2 separate regions of the Mus musculus genome follow, and region 1 is linked to region 2. Evidence: chromatin contacts called from public HiChIP or PLAC-seq data. All regions are on one chromosome and are shown on one strand. The core of a region is the stretch at or near the end of the contact, and the rest is flanking DNA. Distances in the headings are between cores, read along the strand shown.

Region 1 (6,573 bases), core at 4,052-6,551, 290 kb after region 2:
TGGCTCTGGCTCTGGCTCTGGCTCTGCCATGATATACTATGCTATGGCTATGGCTATGTTATGACTATGGCTCTGCTCTGCTCTGCTCTGCTATGGCTATGGCTATGGCTATGCTATGATTATGGCTATGGCTATGGCTATGCTATGCCTATGGCTATTCTATGGCTATGCTATGGCTATGGCTATGGCTATGCTATGACTATGCTTATGGCTATGACTATGCTTATGGCTATGACTATGCTATGCTATGCTATGCTATGCTATGATTATGACTATGACTGTACTCCCAGCACTCCAGCTTCCTGGGGGTCTGTGTCACTAGCCTTTCCTTTTCTTACTAGTTCTTCACAGTTCAGAGGGTGGCCACACATCTGCACTGGGCCTCCCCAGAAGACCAGAGTGCCTGCTCTTGCTGCTGAAGCCATCAGAGCCTACTTGCTGATGAGGAGACAGGTGCCCTCAGCCTCCACGCTCCTAACAGCCTCACTTCTCTTTCTCAGACGCTGCTCAGGTTCAATGCCATGTTGAGGAAGTTGCTCATTGTCTTCCCCCACTTCTGCCTGGGCAGGGGCCTCATTGACCTGGCACTGAGCCAAGCTGTGACAGACGTCTATGCCCAGTTTGGTGGGTAGCATTCTAGGTCTGTGGGTCACAACCATGGATCCATTCAGGCTGGAAAAGTGTTCTGATGTCAGACCTGCAGCCTAGAGGCTGGGAGGGCACCTACATGTAGGTCAGGCTTCAGGCTAGACCAGCCACCTAGAAGGGCTTAGGATACTCCTGTTTCTATGGCCAAGAACCACAGGTGGGGCCAAGCACAGGATTTTACCTTCCAATATTCTAACCTGGGGAGCCCAGAATAATTTGGGGTCTCATTTAGCCTCTCACATAAGGCCTGAGCATATGGGTCTTCATGAGTGAGGCTGGCAGCCTGGTGTAGACTTTATTCTTTCTGATGTCCTGTTGCTTCTATTCTCAGGTGAGGAGTACTCTGCAAACCCATTCCAGTGGGACCTGATTGGGAAGAACCTGGTTGCTATGGCAATAGAAGGGGTGGTATACTTCCTTCTGACCCTGCTCATCCAACACCATTTTTTCCTCACCCGGTGGTATGTCTGGCTGGACCCTGAGGTGCCATGGCTTAGTACGGTGTTTCCAACCCTAGGCTTCACCTCAGCGTGGTTCTCAGAAACTGCATTCTGTTCTTCGTTCTCTTCATTCTCAAGGCCCAGCTTGTTCAGTACACAGCAGGGAGAGATGGGTTAAAACAGGCCTGTTGGAATTAGAGACAAGTCTTAACTTCAAACTTTGAGAAATACAGTGGTTTCATTTTAATTACTAATGTTTAACTTTCTTGTGTAATTACTACATACTTATCTTAAATTGGACAAGAAAACTGCAAATCAGGACCATGACAGATTATCTGAGACACTAGGAAGCATGGTTTCCATCTATAGGGGGTGAGACAAAGCTCCCTTGCTAGTTAGAACATCGCGTGAGGGCAGGGCAGGGAAAGGGAACAAGGAAAACATTGGGACCTTGTGCCAGGTGAGGGCAACCAGGGGCCCATGGAAAAGTGAAAAAAGGCAATTCAACCTCCATCCCTTAATCTAGATAGCTGCCAACCCTAACGTTACCAGGGCATCTCAGAGGTCAGGTCAGCGAGTTTATGTTCCTGTCCAGCCACATTCTCTAGACTCTTCCCAGCCTGCCTGCTTCCTGCTGACCTGATCTTCATTTCTGGAGCACACCCCCTTTAGAGGGCCACACCCAGGGCCCTGCACTGCACTCACACAAGCCTGAGAGTCTTCGGTGACAATGGTCCGTTTCCTTTCCTCCTCTCAGGTACATCTGACCATTTGTAAATAAATAGTTCCAGGGCTCGGTGCACTATAATGACCTACTTCCCTAATCACGCGGGTGAGAAGACTAAGAAGGAAAATAAATCCATTCACATGGAATGAAACAGTCAGCAGTGCTTCTAGTTCTGGGTCAGACTGTGAGAGGCTATCTATCCGTATGCCTCTCTGCCCTTTGCCGTGTTGGCCGTAGGGTTTAGCAGAGAAGAGGAAGAGAGAAATAATTACCAAAATGAAGACATTAGCTTTAGACACTGATGCTGATATGAGTGAGTCCTAAAGAGCATGGAAAGACCTGACTTCTAGAAACCCAACAACCACACCTATGTAGATAATTAACAAGCAAAGAGAGTGGAGGGGTGGAAGAAAGGATGCTTTTGGTAGAAGATGTTTGCTAGGAGCCAGCCCCAGCAATGGCTAGGTCCTGCAGTGGAGATAAGGAGTCCTCTAGGGAGGGGTGAGTCAGCCAAGGCTGGAGGATCTTGAAGCCTGACTAACTAGCAGTCAGAGTGCTTCTTTATGTATACAGAACTCAGTAGGCAGGGATAGATTCATTTTATTCCAGAACATAGACCATATCGTTTTTGTCCCTGGACATGTGTTTAATGTCTTCCTCTTGGTCATACATCTAGTCATCATTGATAACCAGTGACAGAACAGAGTTATCGTTTACAATCATTTTCCCTCATCAACTCCATAACACAATATTTAAGAATTTTCTGTTTTCAATAGACAGAAAATCTCCAAGCCAGTTTGGGCAGATCATCATGTACCAAGCACACTGTATTACTAACTCTTAATGGTCAGAGTATTAATTGTCATTAGGCGCAATAAAAATCTTCAGGCCAAAGCCACTGAAGTTATTATTCAATTTCTGCCATAATATCTTTTTAGAATTTATTTAGGTGTCTAATCTTGCTATTCTTTTATTCCTTGGCCATATGATATCACAATGGCCTAACATGAGCTAACTTTTCTAAGCAGGGGAGATCTTAATTTTTTTTTTATCATTTATCCTCCTTATTCTTTGTCCATCAGTATAAGCCCCTGTCTAGGGCAGAGGTAATTCCAGCCAACCTAACTTTGTTGCTGTATCTTTTCCTCAAGGGGCATACCATACACGGCCCTAATCTTAAATGGCATACAATTGCCTGAGTTTAACCTGATCTACTGCCAAATTTTCTAGCCCACCAAATCTTATTTACCTTTTAACGTTTACTGTGTCCTGATCATCTTGTTCCTAAGTACAGGGGCAGATGTTCCAAAAGTATCTTGGAGTTAGAGCCTTGTAAGGGGATCTCTGACATCTTTATTTGAGTCATAACCTTTAGGGTGTAATAAAGACCTTCAAGTAAGGTCAGATAAGGATATCTTGATAAAGACAGGAGAGATAATATGCTCAGGGTTTTCCCAGGGAAGCTTAGAAGCAGTTCTCCTGGGAGGAGGTCTAAATGATTCATAAGAAGTTTTTCATCAGCCGGGCAGTGGTGGCGCACACCTTTAATCCCAGCACTTGGGAGGCAGAGGCAGGTGGATTTCTGAGTTCAAGGCCAGCCTGGTCTACAAAGTGAGTTCCAGGACAGCCAGAGCTACACAGAGAAACCTTGTCTTGAAAAAACCAAACAAGAAAAAAAAGTTTTTCATCAACCCAATATCCCAAGTTGTACAAATGTTAGCGCCCTCCACCCCAGCATGCAACACGTGGAGATCATGGTTTAAAGTGGAATACAGCAAGGCAGCGATCACATTAATCAGCTCAGCTTTGCTGATCTTTGTCAGGAAGCTGAGCTGGCTTTATGACTTTTGCTGTTCCCATTAGACATGGCTGTGCCAGGCATGGCCTGCACAAAAACATGGCAACCCCAGCGAGTAAGACTGGTATACGGAATGGAAGGACTTCTAGGGAGCCATGGAATAGGAAGATGAAGTGGTATGGGATGAGTGCAGAGGGGCACAGAGTTGGGTCACGAAATACTCCTCATCTTGATGACTTGGGACCCAAGAGCAACATGAGATCCCTGGGGGTATTTTAACCAAGGCAGTGACATGACCTTGCCATGCTGGGAGGTGAGATAGGAGCCCATGCTGATGTGCAAAGAGACAACAGTGACCTGGATACAGATGGAGGCATTGGGAGATGATAGAGTAGAAAGGGCTTTAGACAAGACTTAGTAATATGTCAGACAAGGTCAGTAAGGAAGAAAGGAAAGACTGGAGCCCTAGGCTGGGCCTGGCTACCTTACGGTAGGCCTCTTGCATCCAAGGATAGCTAGGATACAGCATAACACACTTGTAGATGATGATGTCATGTATCAGTGCCAAAAGGCTGGACATTCTAGATGTAGGTAGTCAGAAAGATTTTCAGAGAAGGGTCTGTGCCTTGAAGGATGGGGAAGATTCTCTTGGCAGGGCAGGAGCAAGAGAACATGCTGAGGCCAGCAGGTGGGAATGGCCTGCATAGTGTAAGGACCAGGGTCAGGTGCCAGTGGTTGGCAAAGGAGTGAGTGTAACTTAAAAAAAAAGTACAGATGGCAAAGGCATAGAGGATCTGTCTGCAGGACAGAGATGCTTGAAGAGGTTAGACTTGGAACCTATGACTTGGACCAAGAAAGATTTGGAACGTGTGTTAATAAGATGCCAAAGCTATCTTGTCATCGCATTGGTAAGGAAGGCTGGAGAAAGAGGGAAGGTTGGTAGCTAATAACTCACCTACATTTCACTTGCCGTAGAGCAACGGTTTTAATAATATAAAGCTGGCTCCCAAGTCTTTCCTCAGGCACGACTCAGAGTTCATCTTCACACAACCTGAGACAGCCTTCTCTCCCGTTCATGTGGTTGAAGAAGACAACAAGGCTCAGAGAGATCCAGGGACAAGCATAGGTCAGGCATGAAGAGGCAGGACGGCAGCACAGAGAGGATTTCAACAGAAGCACTTGACCTGCCTGCCTAGTGTCCCTCCTGACAGGAACCATTTTTAGACTAGACTTAGAGAAAAGAAGTCCAGAGGAGTAAATGTGGGGGAACGGGAAGGATAGTTGGGCGAGAAGGACGGTGGCATGACGGTTACTGCACGCCCAGCACAATCCTGCCCATGCCCCTTCCTCTAGGATCGCTGAGCCTGCTAGAGAGCCCGTTTTTGATGAAGATGACGATGTGGCTGAAGAAAGACAAAGAGTTATGAGTGGGGGAAATAAAACCGACATCTTAAAGCTAAACGAACTAACCAAGGTGAGGAGCAGGTGTGGGCGGTATTTTCTTGGCATTACAAGCCGAGCACACAGGTGGCACAGGACCATCATGCTGTCCCATACAACCCCATACTGTCTTTGTATTGTCACTTGCCTCCTGGGAGCACCTATTTCCCATGACATTATCCCTGCTGTTCATTGTGGATACCACAGGGTCTCCAGAAGAGGTTCTCCAACTGAGCCCTGGCCTCTGCTCTCTGCTGTTCCGTTTGCACATGGCATGATTCACCCTCCACACCTCTCTGTGCCGTGGCTCCTCTTCCAATGCTGTGTTAATGTGTAGCCTCCTGGTGTTTGTGGTTTTCTTCCAAGTCACTCTGTGCTGTCCTTTGCTCTCACTCCTCTGCCCTGCCCTACCCTATTCACTCACTGCTCTACCCCTGTCTTGGTCTTGAACCCAGTCTCTTTGAATTTTACAGGTTTACTCAGGCTCTTCCAGTCCAGCAGTAGATCGGTTATGTGTTGGAGTTCGACCTGGAGAGGTGGGTACCGTACTAACTAACATGAAATAGCTCTTGAGAAAAATCAGCCCTCCACCATGAGTCTTCTCCCTCTGACCAGAGCTTGACAGTAGAAATCTAATGAAAGTCAAACTTTCTAGTAGATAAGGTGTGTGTGTGTGGGGGGGTTAAGTTTACTATTTTTATTTCACACAATAGATCTAAAACAAAATTTTGATGTGTAGTTAATGTACAGCTCTCTTAGTCAGGGTTTCTATTTCTGCACAAAACATCATGACCAAGAAGCAAGTTGGGGAGGAAAGGGTTTATTCAGCTTACACTTCCATACTGCTGTTCATCACCAAGGAAGTCAGGACTGGAACTCAAGCAGATCAGGAAGCAGGAGCTGATGCAGAGGCCATGGAGGGATGTCACTTACTGGCTTGCTTCCCCTGGCTTGCTCAGCTTGCTTTTTTATAGAACCCAAGACTACCAGCCCAGGGATGGCACCAACCACAGTGGGCCCTGCCTCCCTTGATCACTAATTGAGAAAATGCCTTATAGCTGGATCTCATGGAGGCATTTCCTTAAGGGAGGCTCCTTTCTCTGTGATAACTCTAGCCTGTGTCAAGTTGACACACAAAACCAGCCAGTGCAAAAACATTACTGAGATATTTTTCATTTTTCTTTTTTGTCCTTGTTGTAAGTCTTCAAAGCCAGTGTGTTCCACGTTTAGTGCCCATGTTGGTTAGGATTAGATGTGTTTCATGTTGGTAGCCACACATGACCAATAATCTCAGTAATGGCACCCAGGTATGAGTATCCCAGCTCTCACACTGGCCTGGGGTCTGGCAATGAAGATGTCCTTGGTCACTAGGGCAACACCTGTTCTCTGTTTTCTCCTAGTGCTTTGGCCTCCTGGGAGTGAATGGTGCAGGCAAAACCACCACATTCAAGATGCTCACTGGGGACACCACAGTGACATCGGGGGATGCTACTGTGGCAGGCAAGAGGTGAGTGCTCTGC
Region 2 (5,877 bases), core at 967-3,466:
TGGGGTAAACTTATACACAGAGGGCATAAGGGCCATTTTAACTAAGTATATGTGTAAGTAGCATTAATTATACTAAGACTGTTGTGTAACCAACACATTTATCTAAAACCCTTCCATCATATCAAACAGAAATCATGTATGCATTAAGCAATAACTCCTTGGTCTCATAGGTGACGCTACTACTTATCAATTATAGCTAAATGCAGATGATTTTTTAAAATGCACTTCCTCTGTGCAGTCCCTGTGATAAAGGGCCTCTCTTAGGCTAAGGTATTTTTAAAACTTTTGCATAATCCCCTTGGGGAGTTTCCCTGTTTCTGTACCAGTTTGTCTTGGTCATTGACAGTCGCTTTCCATTCCCAGAATGTCCACAGACTACCCACAAATGTTTCCCCAGGTTGTTTGAAGTTTTATTCCATGACACACACCCTTTCAGCAACACAGTCTTTCCCCCTCTCCAACTAGTCATGTCTCAGTAAGTCTTTTAACCCAGCTAAATGGAACCAGCATCTTTGAATATATACAGAGCACAGACAGACAGACGGACAGACATGCATGCATGCGCACATACATACACACATACGAGAGAAACATGTGCATGCCATAACCACAGCTGTCTCCCTTCAACAGTATGTCACAGACTCATATTTTTTTGACCCCTTCCCTCTTTAATAGCTAGATGCCATGCTTATGTTTGTAAATGACAGATTTCCAGGCCGAAGAAAAACATGTCTTCATTTCAAAAGAGGCAATAACCTTCATGAGTATGAGGCCAGTTTGGACTTTATAGCAAGATTCCATTGGAAGTTGTGGGGAGAAGAGGAAGGAAGAATGGAAGGAGGAGGGAGAGGAAGAGTGAGAGGAGGAGGGAGAGGAGGAGAAGTAAAACAGGGGAGGGGGAGGGGGAAGAGAAATTCACGTTGTATGCCATTCTTTCTAACATTCCTTTAATGGTGCACTTCCAAGGTCCAAACATCTCCCATCCTGTCTTATGCCTGCTGTACATCTGCAACTCAAAATCTGAAAGTTCAGGGTAGGAAGTAAAAATGTATCAGTCCTTTTGGATCCCCTTCATCCTTCCTTTCCCAAAGGCACAAAACCAGTGCTTCCTCCCCAATTCTCCATTAGAGTAAGGAGATGTTGTAGTTCTAAGCCTGATTGGGTGAAACCCACTATGCAGAGTATGGTTAAACAAGTGTCTATTTAGAACACACTTCTCATTCTGAGGCCTGAGGTGACAAGGTTTGAAAGCAGGAGGTTAAGGGAAAAAAAAAGAATATTCTTGATCAATGGAGCACGAAGACTGACCTGCAGTAGGTCAGAGAGCTCCAAGGAAGCTGGGCATCTGCCCACCCTGACTACCTCCATTGAACCTGCAGTGCTGATCGCTCCATCAGGCAGTTCAGAGACATAAGGCAATAGGAACACTATTCCTACAAGTAGGCTCCCTCTTTAATGTTCAATATTCTAGTATTTAAGATTAAAAAAAAACAATTTAGGGAGAGACGGATCCTTGTGGACAGGCAAGAAGATTAATCCATAGTACAGAAGTTATAAGAAGGTTAGAAGAAACTCCTAAGATCTAAGGACAGGGACAATATTAATTATAAGGGTAAGGCTGGAGAGATGGCTCAGCAGTTAAGAACATTGGCTGTTCTTCCAGAGGACCAGAGTTCAATTCCCAGCACTCATATGAAAGCCAACAACCATCTGTAATTCCAGTTCAGAAAAACTGATGCCCTCATCTGGCCTCTGTGGGCATCAAGCACATACCTATTGTACAGATACAACTAAATAATAATAATAATAATAATAATAATAATAATAATAATAATAATATCTCTATGAGGTTTTACCATGAAATAAAGTCCTCAGTGCACTTCTGGAAAAGTCACGGCATTTTGAAGCAAAACCATTATGTGTGATAAATAAACTGTGGTTTTCACCACATTGTCATTTCCACTTCCCAGTAGAGGTGCCTCTAAGAGGAAGGGACGATGCCTAGAATTCTAGCACATAGCAGCAATGACACTATCTGAGGTCCACAGAAGAATGAGAGGCCAAGGAAGACACAATTAATATTGAAAAACAGCTCCTGAAAGACCACTCAGGAACACAAGACAAAATCTTTCCATATCCTGAAAGAGAACTATGACCTCTGGGGAGGAGCTGGTATTTGAACCACAAATGGATCACAGCCAGACACCTCACTCCACCCCAAGCAGGATGGAAGAGGCAATTGCCATATGTGTGTCAAAGATCAAGGCCACATTTTCCAGAGTGTGGTCTTGAGTCAGCACATAGAGGGCACACTGCCAAATCTCTATTACATAAAGCTCACTAAGCTGGGGAAATGTCCCCACAACTGATTAACAAAAGGATACAACTCCAATATGGAAGCAATACTTGTAAGCCAGTAAATAATAATGATAAATGATAACGAAAAAAAAGATAGTTTACCTCCAAGTAGAATATACTAAAGAGGGTCTATGTATAAAGGGGTTGGTTGAACATGTGTGATTTAAGGAAAATGAAAGGTATAATTCAATTATCTGGGGATATGTGTATCTCAGATTACAACTTCTAGCCCTAAAACAACAATTAGAGAAGAGGCTGCAGGGACTCTGATCGGGTTTGGTCAGGAGAGCAATAGACGTCATTCTAAAGAAAACCTGTCATAGGCAGTCAGTTACACAGGGAGTAACTTGGGGCAACAAATACTTTGAACTTTCCTTCCCTCTCTAATCTCTGCCAAACTTTCCCCTGGTTGAACCCTAGTTGGAGCCAAAGGACATGAATGCCAGGTTGTTGAAGCACACAGAGATCACACTGGCAGGGCGAGAGTTAGGTGGAGAAAGGAGTGCCTATGAAATACAATCAGAATGTATGCCAACGCCAGGGAAAAGAACCTGAATGTGTGAATCACAGAGGAGTGGATGCCAATAGGTCTGATGGCCACCAGGACTGACTCCATTTCTTGAGTTCATTAAAGCTGAAATTCTAAATTGAGTCCTGGATTTAAGGACCTGCCTGGGTAAAGGAGACTTGAGTCTACCTGTTCCATTACATGATTATCTGGAGATCTGGGTCAAGTCTTGCTCCCATTGTTACCAAACTTTAGGTCACAGTGTGAATGAACCCCAAGAAGCCAAGTTTGATCACCTGTCCTTGAACAACCAATTAAAACAACCGAGTTAATAGATAAAAGAAGAAAAAGAACTATTCAATGTGGTCACATTGGGGAGAAGGACAAAGAGATGCAATGACCACCTTCCCCTAAAGTCCTGAAGTGAGGTTGGAATTTAATAGAGGGCTGAACTATGCACATCTAAGCAGTCCAAGTAAATGTGTGATCCCGTGCACCACTGACCCACCAATGTCTGGGCTTCAGTCTCACCCCATAAGGTAGTCTAACAAGTTGTAAATCTCTTTCCTAGGAAACAAGTTGCCCCACTCTGGCAGGGATCTTTTTCTTCTCTCAGCATGAAGGTCCTAGGGAATTTCTACTTCTCAGGAGCCAGTGTTTAAATGGTCTGACAAGCAGATAGCAGGATCCAAGTCTCTAGAACATCTTCATTTCGGAAAAGGCTGGTCACATCATCATCTGTAAAATAGGATAATAATAATAATACTGCATTGTTTACCACACAATTGGTAGTTGGACTTGAAAAAGTGGAGCCTAAAAATAAGGCAGATTAAAGTCTCATGCAATAGCCAGCTTTATTTAGAGCATCAGACAATTTATACTCTGAGGAAGAGCCACATGAGTAAAGTATGCAGTCACAAGGACAAGCTGTACACGGTAAAACAAAACAAACAAAACAAAACAACAACAAAACACTGTGGCCTTCCTTACATATAAACAAACAACAATAGCTAACTGTAGTGAGTAGTCAGAGGTAAGCTCAGTCCCACCTGCTACACTTGGGAGGGCCATGAAAGCAGAGCCCAAGAACAATTCTGTAGTTTTTGAAGTTTTATCACAAACACTCAGACTTCTCTCATGACTCCGTTCTTGGACTGTGTTCTGACACAAGGATCCAATGAAAAAAGGTACAGGAAGCCCGATGGCCATGCTCAGCATGGAGTAAATAAGACATGTTGTCTGCCCTTTTTTTTTCCAAGTTGGGAAATAATGGAGATATATAATGCTGGACTGGAGCGATGGCTCAAAGGTTAAGAGCACTGGATGCTCTTCCAAAGGCCCTGGCCTCAATCCCCAATACACACATGGCATCTCACATTGTGGGTAACTCCCATTCCAGGATATCCAATGCCCTCATACAGACATATATGCATCACAAGACCAATGTACATACAATAAAAATAAATTAAGTATTCTTTAAAAAATATCTATAATGCTTAGTACTGTCAAGATTACTGAGCAAACGATACAAATTTTACTTTTCTTTTTGCTGGGAACTGAACCCAAAGGTGCCCATATGCTAAATATGTGTTTTGTCAGTAATGTCCCTCTGTCTCTCAAGTACATTTTATTTTATTTTATTTTATTTTATTTTATTTTATTTTATTTTATTTTATGTGCATTGGTGTTCTGCCTGCATGTCTGTGTAAGGGTGTCAGATCCTCTGGAACTGGAATTACAGACAGTTGTGAGCTGTCATATGGGTTCTGAGAATTGAACCTGGTGCCTTTGTTAAGAACAGCCAGTGTTCTTAACATCTGAGCTGTCTCTCTAGCCCTCAGGTATATTTTAATGAGAGTATAATCAGTATACAATTTGGGGAATAATTTTGCTATATTTAATTATAACTCAAAATAGGGGTAAACAGGGGCAAGAAAGATGACTCAGTGGTTAAGAGAGCACTGACTGCTCTTGCAGAGGTCCTGAGTTCAATTCCCAGCAACCACATGGTGGCTTACAACCATCTGTAATGGGATCTGATATCCTTTTCTGGTGTGTCTGAAGACAATGACAATGTACTCATATAAATAAAATAAATATTTTTTAAAAGTAGGGTTAAACAATCTCTAATAATTTACCCCACTCAATCACTCTCAGGAATGATCAATATATATACATATATTTGCACATGTGTGTTTGTATGTGGTATATCCATGCATGTATGTATGTGTGTATGTATGTGTATATGTATTGAATAATCTTAAAAAAAAGAACCTAAATTGGCATCATAGATTCTGATACCCAGGTGTATTGGTTTTTTCTATGTTATGTAACAAATTATACAACTTGATAGCTTAAAAGCAAAAGAAATGTGTTAGCTCGTAGTTCATGTAGGCGAGAACTCCTTTATTGACTTATCTGAGTACTAATGGCTCTATTGTGGTTCTGTTATAAGCGGTTCCATAGGTTCATGGGTTATTAAGAGGTGATTGGATCATGAAAGCAGTAACGTCATCTGTTGGTTAGTCCTTAGATAAGCTCATATCGAATACGCTATTGGACAGTAATGGCCTGGATAGAGGAAATGGGTCACTGGATGCATGCTCTGGAAGGACATCTGTTCTTGGTGCCTTCCTGCCACGCTTTGCCGCTGTGTGATGGGAGCTCCTTGCTTTGCTCCACCACATGCTTCTCACCATGATCGTCTTTGTTTTCACACACGGGCCAGAAAAAATGGACCGAAATCTCTGAAACTGCGAATTTCTGTTGGTCTCCCTTGCTTTCTCAGATATCTTGTCAGAGTGATGACATAGCCTGCCAGTGTCCAGACCAGCATCCCAGGGTCTCTGGAGGAGGACAGCGAAGGAGTATGGAGTCAGGGAAGGGCAGCAAGGGGGTGTGGGGTCAGGGAAGAAGGCAGTGAGGGAGAGAGGGGGCAGCAGGGGGTATGAAGTCAGTGACTGGTACCAAACATGTTTTATCTTTGGCGACTCTTTTGTCTGTAACTCTTT

The links. HiChIP or PLAC-seq counts read pairs in DNA pulled down with a chosen protein or histone mark.
Region 1: an HNF4G HiChIP or PLAC-seq map of pancreatic cancer cells shows a contact between it and region 2. The contact joins two enhancer-like sites. A contact is called at or near these places in 2 of 15 datasets of contacts at CTCF or cohesin (both in the NIH/3T3 cell line), 10 of 484 Hi-C or Micro-C datasets (the 4T1 cell line, LSK cells, bone marrow-derived macrophages and 4 more), 8 of 115 datasets of contacts at active chromatin or transcription factors (a beta-TC-6 cell line, embryonic basal ganglia, embryonic stem cells and 4 more) and 4 of 9 other capture datasets (adipose tissue, embryonic stem cells, liver and 1 more).

The regions. Positions count from the first base shown.
Region 1 is chr3:122,157,335-122,163,907 of GRCm38.p6, forward strand. Abca4 (ATP-binding cassette, sub-family A (ABC1), member 4) reads left to right here. Exons shown (of 50, transcript NM_007378.1): 39 at 501-624; 40 at 980-1,109; 41 at 4,967-5,087; 42 at 5,527-5,589; 43 at 6,454-6,560. Among named protein-coding and RNA genes, the nearest start is that of Gm40138, 34 kb to the left of the region's middle. Within about 2 kb of position 5,302, at least 5 of the 459 cell types and tissues checked have an H3K27ac peak or open chromatin away from gene starts, as enhancers often do. A contact at or near this core is called in pancreatic cancer cells, where this site is marked.
Region 2 is chr3:121,872,530-121,878,406 of GRCm38.p6, forward strand. No RefSeq gene overlaps it. Among named protein-coding and RNA genes, the nearest start is that of Gm33987, 24 kb to the left of the region's middle. Within about 2 kb of position 2,217, at least 36 of the 459 cell types and tissues checked have an H3K27ac peak or open chromatin away from gene starts, as enhancers often do. A contact at or near this core is called in pancreatic cancer cells, where this site is marked.